Regions from separate parts of the Callithrix jacchus genome. Here region 1 is linked to region 2. The links are chromatin contacts, called in public Hi-C maps. All regions are on one chromosome and are shown on one strand. The core of a region is the stretch at or near the end of the contact, and the rest is flanking DNA. Distances in the headings are between cores, read along the strand shown. Region 1 has its middle 23 kb from the start of BTG2. Region 2 has its middle 38 kb from the start of BTG2.

Region 1 (6,894 bases), core at 2,478-4,977, 61 kb after region 2:
GTGAGCCGAGATCTTGCCATTGCACTTGAGCCTGGGAGACAGTGCAAGACTCCATCTCAAAAAAAAAAAAAAAAAAAGAAGAAAAGAACAACTGTGGCATTTAGCCTAGAAGAATGCATGCCTATGGCCTCAGAATCATAACTTTACTAAACTATGATTAAGACATAGGAACGGTTCTCTTATTCTGAATGTATTGACCTCAATAAATAAACTAGATAAACTCTTAGCAGAGTTCCCCTTAAATCCTCCCGAGTCAGGCTAGGTTGATGGAAAGCAGAGAGAGAAGGGAGACAAAAATCTGAGGTTCGGGAGGTTGGGCGGAGGGCACTAGCCTTCGCTCAGCCTCCAACCCTACTCTCAAGAAAGGATCTCTGCACAGCCTTGAACCTTTCTACTCTCAGTTGCCTCATGAAGTAATAGATGTGAGGTACTCTGAACTACGTTGACAGTGCCATGCCCACTCCACTTCCTGGGAGCTGAGGGTGCGGGGAAATTGAGAGGAAAGCCTTGCACAGCTTCTCCTGATGGAGCATCAGCGTGCTCTCTACCACACTAGGAGGTAGGGCGGTGGGTGTTTTTCACCCCCCAATTTACAGAGAGGAAACTGGAACTCGAACAACCCAGATGACTTGCCCAGAATTACACAACACACACACGATGAGCTGAGACGGGAAGCTGAGTTTTCCGACTCCTGGCCCAATCCTAGCTTCTTAATGTTTGTGGGAATGTGTGGATGATTTTAATAGAATCCCATTCTGGAGCAAGTCAAACTTTATCATGTAACTGCAGAGCACCCAGGTCCTACTATTCCCCACCTGTCCCAGAGGCCTCGGATTTTCCATTTAACCCTAATTTCTGAAGAGGCAAAACAATTCGAGTCAAGGGATTTTTGCCTAATGAAAGCCTCAAACTACAAAGTCCCAAAGTATTAAGGCTTAGTGCTGCTGCCCCAAACTGAAGTCTTCCTTTCCAGGGGACTCTTTCCTTTCCAGCTCTGTGCAGGGCTGGCCAGAAGCCGAGCAGGAGCGTGGGGGCAGCGCTTCCCCAGAGGACAGATGGGCTGGGCTGGCCGTGGTGCCTGTGCTTTCAACAAACTTTTTGTTTTCCAGCCAAACATGCAGCGTCCATTCCCCTCTCACCTTCTGCTCCCTGGCAGCCCACCGGCTACCCCGTCCTGCCTTTGGATTTGCCCTGAGGAGCCGATGGGCTCTAGAGGGACGGGGGTCTTTCTCCTTTATGACTTGGGAGAAGGATGAAAGGAGGCTTGCAACTGGTGTGGGGCAACTGTTGCCATCTGTCTGGTGGGACGTCACCAGGGAAGGTCTCGCCCATTCACTCCTTCACGCACCGCTGGCTTGGGCCTTTTGTTTGCTTCGCCCGGGAGGGGGCTGCTGTAGTGGGGGAAGCCTCGGGTGAGAGCAGCAGCTTCTTTGTGTCTGGACCAAACTTCCAGTGACTCACTAGGTTAATTTGCATGAGGATGCAGCTGAAGCCCCAAACCACTCAAGTGACTGACACCCCCTCCCTCCTCCTTTGGTCACACAGCTCCCCAGTCAGAGGGAGATAGATAGCCTGGCTCCTGTCCTGGGATAAGGAGCTGGCAAAGCCTCTGCGTCCTCTCTCTCCACCCTGGTCCCTTTACCTTTCCCAGGGCGAAGTGGATCTGGTATTTTCCTCCTTCCCCACCCCTAGCCTGGAAGAGCTGACATCCAAAGTCCGGCTTCCTCCCCACCCCCAAGGTCCCTTACAGCTCTGTTCCTTTTGTTTGTTTTTTCTGTGGACTAGGCCTGGCAGGCGGAGGGGCCAAAGCAGGAGAAAAGACCCATTAGCCACCGCCCGGCAGCTGAGCAGGAAAAGAAAGGAGCTGAATAGAGGCGGTGGGGTTGGCAGCCCTCCAGCCCAGCTCCTGGTCTTTGAATTAACACCCCAGCCAGAGGCTGGGGATCAGTGTAGGGAGGCTTTGGGGCATTTAATTATTTAAAGGTCTCAATTCGAGGAGCTAAGTCCCTTGGGAAGGGGGAGGACAGGCAGATGGTGTGCCCCAGGATCTGGGACACTGGTGCAGGGTGGGGTGGAGGACATGGGTGGGGGGGGAAGGGGGTACTGAGCCAGGGCATGGCTCAGAGAGTAAGCATGGGGGAATGGGAAGTGAAACAGTCGACTGCCCTCTCAACCCAAGCAGCACCCTGCAAATAGCCGTTCCCAACATCAGCTGGGGGCAGGTTCTCAGCCTCTTCTTCCTGTATCCCTGCCCACCATTCCCCAAATTCGTTGGTGTCTGCCCTAAGCGAGATCCATTTTGAAAATATACAACAAAGCTGTGAAGTTTGGGGGATGAATACTTCACCTTTCTCCTGCTTCTGAGACATGCTCTGGGCTGGTCCAGGGGATCAGGACTGGGCAGATGGGAGGATTTTCTCTGACTTCATTTTTCTTTTTTTGCATAATGGTGAAATTCACCTATCAAATCTAGCATTTTATCTGGTTTCATTTTATATGGTGAAACCACAGGGTGAATCTCTTGGGAGTCTGGAGAAGTCTCTTGGAAATCTTTTTTTGTTTTTGTTTTTTTTTTTTGAGACAGAGTCTTACTCTGGAGTGCAGTGGCATCATCTTGGCTCACTGCAACCTCCACCTCCCGGGTTTTAAAGATTCTCTTGCCTCAGCCTCCTGAGTAGCTGGGACTACAGACGGCCGCCACTACACCCAGCTAATTTTTGTATTTTTAGTAGAGATGGGGTTTCACCATGTTGGCCAGGATGATCTCAATCTCCTGACCTTGTGATCCACGAGCCTTAGCCTCCCAAAGTCTTGGGAGACTTAAGGACCTTAACTGAAAGTCCTGCTCTTGTGGGGCAGGGGTCAGGTGCTGCTTCAAAAGGCAACCATTCTAGCCATTTCCTTTGGCAAAATAGCAGGAAAATCTACCTTTTCTAGAGCCAAGTCGGATGGGTCTCCCAGGTGGAAACAGACTACCTAGGTACAGCTAGCTCTGAGCTCTGTGCCAACAGGCAAGTTACCCAACTTCGCACTGCCTGTTTTCTCACCTGAAAAGGAGGATCAAAGTAGCTCCTACTTGGTATTGTAGGGAGGACTGATTTTTGTGAGTTGCTCAAAAGGATACCCAGCTCTTAGAAAGTACACAATAAATGTGATTAAATATTATGGCCATTACGGGAACAGGAGGCACTTATCTAGGTTACACAATGGAAAGAAAGAAGCAGGATTGGGGAATTGAGTTTGAGGCCAAAGAAGAACGTGTGAGGGTGTAGATTTGCCTCTGCCCTTTCTCCCTCGTGTAACTGGGTTATGAGTGGAAAAGTGAGACCCTCCTGTGCAGACCCTGCTTTGCGGCACTGTGGGCATTACTGTTACATGGTGAGAAGGTGTGCGATTTTCGTCTCCTGCTTCTTGGGGCCCTTTTCACTCTCTCTTAAGCCCCTCCGGGGCTGCATGGTCAACTGGTCACTTCGGGGACACACACTGCAAGACAGCACCGTCTTCAGTTCCTATCTGGTCTGCCTCGAAAGTTAGGTGGGTGATTTTTGCACCTTCTCGCGTTTGCAGGTCTCTCTTCCCCAACATGCTTGGTGGTGAGGGTAAGGGGACGACGGCGATGCCTTTCAACCCGGGACCGTTGCGGCCGAGGCGATCCCAGACCGGCTGCCTGGAGTCAGACCTGCCCAACAAGGACGCTTCGGGGAGGAGGGAGACAGCGCCGGCTGCGGGTGCGAAGGCAGGCAGGTGTCTGGCTCTCTCCCTCCCGGATGTGGGCCCTCGGCCGCTCAGCCCCCCGTCCCCCCGCCCCCCACGTCCTTCAATCCCCAAGAGCAGCTGGCTGGGACCTGTAAGAACCACCAAACGCCCTCACAAGTCTGCTCTCTGCTCCGCAACAGCGGCCGAGCGGCATCCTCCGCCCGCTCCGGGGAAGCCCCACCTTGGCAACAAGCTGCTGATTGGTTGGCCCGGGGGCGGCGCGGGCCATTCCCAGCCCTCCCTGACGCCACGGCGTTTGGCAGAGAAGTATTAAGGGGGGGGGGGAATGGGGGGAAGGAAGAAAGTAAGAAAGGTGGGGCGCTAGGTGGTTTCGTAGCCCGGTTGCTCCCCCGGCGGCGATGGAGAATGGGGCCTTTCAGAGAGGGGGAGGCGGGGCGGCTGCTGGGCTTGGGCCTTCTCGTCACCTGCCGCAGGAGGAGCTCAGGTCCCTGAAGCCCCCAAGGCGTCCCCGTCTCTCAGGTCCTCCCCGCAGCTTGAGCGCGGCAGGGCCCCGCCCCGCGCTTCTTGAGCGGTCTGGGGGTTCGGGGGTGAACCCTTTCCCGTCTTCCTTCCAGAGTCCCGCAGGCTTTGGGCATTGATTTCCCCAAGTTCGAGCTCAGGCTCTCTTCCTTTTCTTCTCGTGTCTCTGTGTGCTTGCGCCCTCCTATGGCCGAGTGACTTGAGCGCTGTCTGCCATTGCCAGTCGGCCACCCTCTAAAACCAGATTAACCACCCTCCATCGGACTGTGGCTACCGGCGCCAGCCTCAGCCTCTAAGACAGCATGCATTTCCCCAGCATGTACATAGTAAACTTCATTAACCTATCTTCAATATCGTTGTCCTTCCACCCCGGGACACAGAAGCACACACACACCTACACCCTCAAAGAATGCGGCATAGTAGCTTCGAGATAACTATTCGACTCTAGCCTCTGCCACTTTCTGGCTGTGTTACTTTGAGCAGTTACTTAACCTCTCCGAGCTTCGATTTTCTCCTATGAAAAATACTCATGATAATAATGGCACCTGTCTCCTGGCATTATTCTGACAAAATGCCCGGCACATAATTGCCTCATAAATGGTGATTTTTTTTTTTTTTTGACGGAGTCTCGCTCTGTCATCCTGGCTGGAGTGCAGTGGCATGATCTCGGCTCACTGCAGCCTCCGCCTCCCGGGTTCAAGTGATTCTCCTGCCTCAGCCTCTCGAGTAGCTGGGACTACAGGAGTGCACCACCACATCCAGCTAATTTTTGTATTTTTATTAGAGACAGGGTTTCACCGTGTTGGCCAGGATGGTCTCTATCTCTTGACCTCGTGATCCACCCACCTCTGTCTCCCAAAGTACTGGGATTACAGGAGTGAGCCACTGGGTAAATAGTGATATTATTTTAGGTATTAATACCAAAGCAATAAGTATCTCTTCCTCACATTTTACCTCAGCTGACCATACTTGATTTAGGTGCTGGGGATAGCTTTAGATCCTAAAGACATTTAAAGTCTTATTAGTAAAGTAATTTAAGACCCAGAATGAAACTTAGTATGGCTTCAAAGCCCTGGGCTGGGTCCTCTGTTTAGCTCCTAGATTTTTGCTAAGGGAGAAATCTCTTGGCAAGACTGTATTTTCTCTTTTCCTCAAGGTCTTTTCTTCAAATTTCCCCCTCTCAAACATTTTCAGCACAGAAGCACCCGAGGATTTACAACTCCCTTTTTAACAGGATTGAACTTTCTCCTTTTGTTAGGTAGAGCACTCCGCAAATGTTCTCTCCACATCCGTACATCAACAAACACTAAGATGGGCTTGTATGTTTTCCCCAAGCCCCTTTCCTGAAGTCTTTTCTTGTCACCTGGAGACCCAACCCTTCTGCATTCTCTTGCCTGCCTGAAACATACCACATGCTGATGTATACATTGTCTACAGTGAGCATGGAGATGGCTGTTCAGTGCTCACAGACCCCTGGCGGCTGGCCAGGTCTATCACCTGCTGGGCTTAGTTGATGTTTTGCATTGTTAAGAACAAAAGCAGTGATGCATCTGGGGCATTTCAGTAGTGCCTGATGGCAGGGTCAGGGAGGAGGGTAAGGGGCACACAGCGACAGGATACAGTTCAATGGGGAGTCAGTATGCCTGGGGTTCAGTGTTGAGTCTATGCCTTTAGGGGGACAAGTCAATTAAACGTGCTGGGTCCCAGTTACCCTGTCTGTAAAGTGGGGTGCATCATACCTGTGTCCTTACTGCATAGGTGTGTGATAAATGTCATAGAATTGAAAATACTTTATATTTTCTGGATTAAAAAAGGTGCGTGCATGTGGTAGGGGTGGATGTGTAATGGGTTATTAAATCCCTGCCATGCCACTCTTTTCATTGGGCCCCAAAGAATATGATTCCACAGATGTCATTAAAAACTTATGAATGCAGCTCTGTGTTAACCTTTGGGGAGTATTTGCAGGAATCATATGATGTGATCCCTACCTTTAAAGAACTTACAATCTAACCACGTTGCTCAACTAACACACGAAGCATTGATGTGTGGTACTACTGTGGTTTACTACAAGGGTTCCTCAACCTATCCAGTCTGTCCCACAATGAAAGGATCATCTGGTGATGTGACAGTGGAGCTGATCAGCACAAGTGCTGGCCCCTTACCTCTCCATTTCTGTCCTCGGTGGTCTTACAAACCATCCTTGCTGCTGCCTTCAGTGTTCGTGATGCCTTGAGTCCTGGGCTTGGGATGATAGTGCATTCATTGCGGCCTTCTCTCTTGCTCACTCTGATGCTGGCCTTCACCTACGTTCACCCAGTGCCTGTTCCTGATGCTTTCTTGCCTGCACCTGCCATCACCGCTGCTCACAAATGCCAAGACAGCCATTATAGCTGCAGCTGCTACTCTGGAGTGGACCCTGGATGGGACATTGGGGGTGCTGTTGTCCCTGCCTCTCCCATACCGGGATAAAAGGGCCATCTCTCTTCCCGTTTCCATGAGAGGAAGAAGAGTGCTAGTGTACCCCTCTAATCTCTGCATTTGCTCCTTAGGCTAGGTAGCTTAGAAAGATGCAAGGCAGCAAGGTGCAGTGCACACACCCGTAATCCCAGAACTTTGGGAGCCGAAGCGAGAAGATTGCTTGAGCCCCAGGAGTTTGAG
Region 2 (6,559 bases), core at 2,853-5,352:
GGTTTAGCTGGGCACAAGAACAGCAACCATGGTACTGTTATTTCTACTGTACGAATGCAGAATTCCAATCCTCCAGGTTTTAGGTACTTTATAGATTTTGAGTGTTTTTATATTCCTTACCTCATCAATGTTACAGTAATCTTGAGAGGTGTGATCATGGTGCCCACTTTAGGAACGAGAGGGAGGGGGTGGGAGACTTCCTCGGATTGCCCAGTAGGTAAATATCTTCTCTGTTTGTAAAGAGCATCTTCCCAGATACATAGCCAGCTGTCATGGGTCCCAGTCCACCCTCTTCCCTGTGACATTCAGGATCTGGTCGTTTACCAAGGATCTTACAGCCCTTTTAACTCAGACTGAGTCCAATGCAGCCGTGAAGCTGACAACATTCATTGCTGAGACTAGGTATGAGAATACACCTCCTATCATAAGGGGCCTTACCTTGCCTGCCTGGCACTTTGCTGGGCTCAGAACGCATCTCCAAATTCCCCTATGGGAAGGAGATGCCGGGGCACTGCTTACCTGCTCCTGCTTCTGTAGGTTCCCTTGGCAGTTTCCTTAGAGGTGTCCCAGCAAGCTAGAGTCGGTCAGAGGACATTGAGGGTCAGGCCAGAGAAGTTTAGAGAGTCCCAGGACTACCTGAGCACTGCCATCACCCACCACAGGGGAAGCTGTGCAGTCAGTCTTGTGGCAGAGGCTGGGGTTTCTTGGATCTCAGGAGAAGCGTCACCTCTACCACCCTCTCAAGGCCCTGGGCTTTTGCCCTCAAGCTGCCTCTGGATCTAGCAAAGGCGTCAAGCCATCTTTGGGGTGGGGGAGTTCCAAGAGCTGCATCAGACTAGCTCGCCTCCTCCGACACCGAGTTCCAGGGGATGATCCACACCTAAGAGCTGACGGGGTATAGCAGGAGCACGTCGGGGACCCAGAAACCCAGCACTGTGTTGGGAAAGTATGGATTTAAGAGCTCACTGATACAGGTTCGAATCCCCCACTCTATCACAGGGCATCTCAGTTAAGATGAGGTAGACATGAGAGTAACAAAATTCACAACAGCAGCTATTGTGCTGTTAGTTAGTGGCCCTTGCCCTCATGGTAGGCCTTTGCCTACCAAGCAGCAAAACAGAGGGAGGGACAAAGAAGGAGGAGCAGAGACCAGACACACAACCTGTGCCTTAGGGAAGGCTCCAACACACTCCTGCCTAAGGCGTCCACTTACCTCTCTTTGGCCAGAACTCAGTCACATGACCACACCCGGCCACACAGGAGGCTGGGAAATGCAGTCTTTACTCTGGGCAGCCATGTTTCCTGCTAAAACTTTTCTTACCCTGATAAAAAGTAGCAAGTTACTGGAGACTAGCAGCTCCTACCACACTAGACTGTGGCCTCAGGCAAGTCTCATGGCCGCTCTAGGCTTGGAGATAAAGCTATTTTACCACAAACAAGTTGCATGAACTGAAACCCCGGATGCAAAGGATCTAGCACAGAGCCTGGAATATACTATGCTCAACCTCTCCTTTTCCGTTCCTGTCTCCAGATATTCTGGAATGTGCGGTGGTAGGTCTCAAACACCACAGCTCTCGCAGCCGGTGTCTGAGTGCTTTCTCTATGCAGACTCACAAGATCAATGTTGGAAATAGATGCTTGGTGCTGAAAAGAAAAATTAGCACTGAGACAACGGATCTTTCAGCAATGCAATTTTTACTTCCTGGACTGCAAGAAGGGTACACTCGCTAGCCATCTTGCTACAAGAGTACAATGAACAAAAGCAAACAGACAAATTTATCCCTTATGCATTTGGGTGGTCGTTACTGCTGTGTCTGATCTACATTGGCTGGAGCCAGACCTCACAATCTAAACTAAAACCCAATTGGTTAACAACTTAAAACTTTTCTAAACAGGTAAAAGCAATGGAAGGCTGGGATATGCCTGTGAGCACGTCCAGCACAGAAGTTTTGGTCAGAGTACAAGGACATAGAATGTACTACGTGTCTGTAAGCATACCGTGTCTGACAGCTATATAGAATAGGGCTTAACAAAGTTCTTAGCACACTTACTCTTTAGCAAGAAAGGAAACTTTAAAGAGGAACTTTTCTACTCCCCACAGTCACCCTGAAACTTCTTACCAGAACTTCTGAACCAGACCTCAGGGCGGTAGAGTAAGTCACAGTGACATTTATAGAATAAATAATGCCAGCATCACACACTATTTACCCCATGAAGTCTACACATTATTCCACTTCATTCCGGCACAACCCCAGGTAATAGGAACTATTATCCTGACGGACAGATTTGGAAACTGAGGTCAGAGAGGTTAAGCCACTTGCGGAAGGTGACACAGACAGTAACTGGCTGAACTGGGATCAGATCCCGGTCTATCTGGCTCTGAGTCCTCGTCCTGTAATCATCACGGTACAGCAGTCAGGGGTTTCCCTGTATGAGGCATCTACTCACCGCCCCGTGATGGAACCTATTGTTAAAGGATCTCGGCCACACGAGGGAATCGGGGAGGAGGGGACCCCATGAAGGAAGCCTTTTCGCTGGTGAGGAGACTGACCTCAGCTTTGCCGCCTGTGAGACACTGATTACAGCTGTTAACAGGCAGGCAACCTAGGAAGACGCCTGGAGCCTGGAGACACGATGTGAGTCAGAGCCTTGGACTTGCCTGCATACTCCTCATACTGCCCCAGCCTCAAGGGCAGACAGCCAGGACCAGATAGGAGTGGGGACAGCCCTAGCCCCTGGCCAACCGCTCTGAAGAGAAAAAGCTTCTTCCTAAGCCGCAGTAAATCCTTAGGGTTAATTGCAGCCCGAACATTCATTTCAAAGACCTCACTTCCTGAATCCCAGGAACGCCCAGGAGAATGGGGACCGAGGTGGCCTGGCCCAGAAAAAGCAAGATACAGACATTGTCTCAACCTGTACATTCTCAAGGAGAAAGAGGGCCCTCCCAGCAGGACAAGTGGGTGGGCCTCATGATCCTGGAGGGGCTGAGCACAGGGAAGGATGGCGTAGGAGACTCCACCAAGAAGGCGGTGACCCTGGGCTTGGGCACCCACTCCCTGCTGGAGAACCCAGCCTGGCCTGGCTTCCGGAGCCCTCCAACCTTCACCTTCATGCTACTTGACTTCCACCTAAATCCTGCACTGCTCCCTGTGGGAAGGCAGGGGTGTGACTTCTTGGTAGTCTCATCTGGCTGGTCTCCCTGGAGAGTGGGAGCTCCTTAAGGGGAGGGCTGATCCAGGCCCCTTCTGGACTTCAGTTCCCGCAGTGATCCCTAGTACGCTACCCCCCGAAGTGTCTGATAGAACACTGGCCCAGCATCGAGGCCAGCGCCTCTACTGGAGCTGCCCGCAACATGCTGTGTGATCCTGGGAAATGTGCTTAAGTTCTCTGAGCCTCATTTTTCCTTTTACACGACAGAGATAATCCTGCCTCTGGGAGAATGAACTGAAGTAAATTACCCTGATCCCCTAGACGAAAAGGAGGGAGCAGGAGAAATTCTTCCAACCCACAGGGCCCAGCACAGAGGAGGCGGCACCCCCAGTTTATTCACCGTGAACCTGGTGTGCCAGACAAAGTTCACCGGCAGGGGGCGCCAGGCCACCGCTCGGTGCTCAGCCTCACTTTGGGGAGCGGGCAGAGTCTGGTCTCAACAGGTCTCGCCTCTGGCACGGTGCGTCTCGCGGCCCAGAAAAGGCACCTTGTCCCCAGAGGTCTGAAGTCGCTGATTGTGTTTATTCAAAGCCAGCCATCGTTGCTCACCCGTCCGATTTCCTCTGGCTGTGTGTGGACGGGGGTGCGTGTGACCGCGTCTGTGCACCGGGGACGGTGCTGTGGGCTTTGTGCTGAGCCAAGGGTGCGGCTTCTCCTGTCCGCCAGGTCCTGGGCTCTCGGCCGCGGCCGGCAGGGGCGGTGCTGATGCTGCAGGAGGATCGGGAGCCACTGCCTCTGCTCAGCCCCGCGGGAGCCGCTCTGTGTGCCTGCAGCGGGAAGGGCCACCGGGCGGATTGCCTCCTTGGCCGGTGGCCCCTTCAACAGACCGGTCTCTCCGATGGGCCTGCTCGTTAAGTCAGTGTGAGGGCACACGGAGGAAGCCCTGCTTGCCTCTCTAGTCAGAAGAAAGGGGCCACGGGATTGTAAAACAGGCCTTCGGTTCTTGGATAAGAAGACAAAACCAAACCAAAAGCCTGCTGGGCTCACTGTCTTACCTGGAGGCAAGTGATTGCTCAGGCCAAATCACCCAACCTGGGCTCTGATACCTGCCGTCCCAGGTGGGGCCCATGCGAGGGGGAAAGGGGCCAGCATGGCCTCTGCCTGGGGCTCCCAGCCTGAGGGGGCAGTGTGTCCTCACCCCAAGAGACCAGTGTTTGCAGGACAATACTGTCAGGCTGGTACGAGAGGCAGCCTGTGGCCACACAGGATGGAGAAGAGGGACTCAAACTGTGAAACAGACAGGGTCAGGGAGCCCACTCCCATCTGACCCACCAGCCAGCAGCCCCTCTTTGCTTCCTCACTTTTCAGACAGAGTCACCCTTTTTTTTTTCTTTCTTTCTTTCTCTTTCTTTTTCTTTCTTTCTTTCTTTCTTTCTTTCTCTCTCTCTTTTTTTCTTTCTTTCTCTTCCTTCCTTCCTCCCTCCCTCCCTCCCTCCCTCCCTCCCTCTCTCTCTCTCTCTCTTTCTTTTTTGATGCGGTCTCACTCTGTTGCCCAGACTGGAGTACAGTGGCACCACCTCAGCTCACTGCAACCTCTGCCTCCCAGGTTCCAGAGATTCTCCTGCCTCAGCCTCCCCAGTAGCTGGGACTATACACCACCACGCCCAGCTAATTTTCATAATTTTCAGTAGAAACAGGGTTTCACCATATTGGCCAGGCTGGTCTCAAACTCCTGACCTTGTAATCTGCCTGCCTTGGCCTCTCAAAGTGCTGGGATTATGGGTGTGAACCACTGGAATCGCCCTTTTCATAGACACAGAAGGGTCACCACGTAATCATCCTTCCTAGGCTGAGGGTACAGACAGGAGCTGGCAGAGAGGGTACTGGGCAATTTCCACAGGGTCACCAGTCCTGGGGAAGGTTCCTGGGGTAGGTGGCTAGGGGTGGGGTAGAGGTGGGGGACTGCCACAAAGGCTTCCAAGACCCTGAAGGAGGCCAGGCACCTTGAGTCTTAAGAAGCCAGAGGAATCGTCTAATCAGGTGACAGTGCCCGTCCTCAAGGGGCCAGTGGGCCAGGCAGGCACGCACAGCAGCTGTGATACCTTCAGGCAGACCACAACGCACTCTACAGTTTGCTGAGTTATTTTACACACACTTATTCTGTGAGGTCGGCAGAAAAATGCAGCTCAGAGATGTTAGGTAACTTGTCCCAGGACACACAGCCAGGACTTGTGCCTGTATCTCCTGAGCTCTAGCCTGAACTGGCTCCTTAGGTAGCCTTTGCCCCTCCTACCAACTCCCTGAAGCAGAACCTTAGAGCCGCAGGGCCCATCTTGTTCTGACAGGTCTAGAACTTGCCTTTATTTTTCAGGTGACTGGCATTGGTTAACATCTACAGGCCTGGCTCACCCAACAAACCGCAGGAGATGCATGGATGGGCAGACAATGCCACTGTGATTGCTTACAGTGAGCGCCAGTTTGTTTAGAAGGCTGGTGTCAGGAATCGACTCAAGTCATCCATTCCCTCCTGGCGTTACCGGGAAAATGCAGAACCAGAGCAAATGCAGCCAGCCTTCCCTGAAGGAGTTCTCAATCTGTCAGACTGGGCTACAGAAATATGTGACGTGGTTGGGCACAGTGGCTCATGCCTGTAATCACAGCACTTTGGGAGTCTGAGGTGGGTGGATCACAATGTCGAGAGTTCGAGACCAGCCTGATCAATATGAAGAAACCCCATCTCTACTGAAAATACAAAAAATTAGCCCATAGTGGTGGGGGGCACCTGTAATCCAGCTACTCAGGGGGCTGAGGCAGAAGAACCACTTGAACACAGGAGGCAGAAGTTGCAGTGAGCCGAGATCACGCCACTGCACTCCAGCCTGGACGACAGAGCAAGATCACGAGGTCAAGAGATGGAGACCATCCTGGCAACATGGTGAAACCCCGTCTCTACTAAAAATACAAAAAATTAGCTGGGCACGGTGGTGCGTGCCTGTAATCCCAGCTACTTGGGAGGCTGAGACAGGAGAATTGCCTGAACCCAGGATGTGGAGGTTGCAGTGAGCCGAGATCGCGCCATTGTGCTCCAGCCTAGGTAACAAGAGCGAAACTCCGTCTCAAAAAAAAAAAAAAAACAAAACCAGAAATGTGTGATGTGCTGGGAAGCGTCAGGGAAAGGGCGGCTCAGGAGTGTCCTGGGTTGTAATCACAGCTCTACCAGTTCTTAACATGTCCTTGGCAGGTCGCTCAAGCCTCAGCCTCTTCATCTGATACATGGAGATGATGCACAGAACGACCCAGGGCTTCTGGGAGGAGCGTAGAGCATGTGCGGTGCAGGGACTGGGTCCAGGCAGATAAACAGTGGCTCTTCTATTTCCGGAAAGCTGGGCGACTTCCCTGTCTGCAGAAG

What was found. A called contact is a pair of places that touch in the nucleus more often than the background predicts.
Region 1: a Hi-C map of skeletal muscle shows a contact between it and region 2, with 6 times the contacts expected there. The contact joins two enhancer-like sites. A contact is called at or near these places in 3 of 3 Hi-C or Micro-C datasets (induced pluripotent stem cells and skeletal muscle).

What each region holds. Positions count from the first base shown.
Region 1 is chr19:30,377,369-30,384,262 of calJac240_pri, forward strand. No RefSeq gene overlaps it. Among named protein-coding and RNA genes, the nearest start is that of BTG2, 23 kb to the left of the region's middle. Within about 2 kb of position 3,728, at least 14 of the 16 cell types and tissues checked have an H3K27ac peak or open chromatin away from gene starts, as enhancers often do. A contact at or near this core is called in skeletal muscle, where this site is marked.
Region 2 is chr19:30,316,414-30,322,972 of calJac240_pri, forward strand. No RefSeq gene overlaps it. Among named protein-coding and RNA genes, the nearest start is that of BTG2, 38 kb to the right of the region's middle. Within about 2 kb of position 4,103, at least 14 of the 16 cell types and tissues checked have an H3K27ac peak or open chromatin away from gene starts, as enhancers often do. A contact at or near this core is called in skeletal muscle, where this site is marked.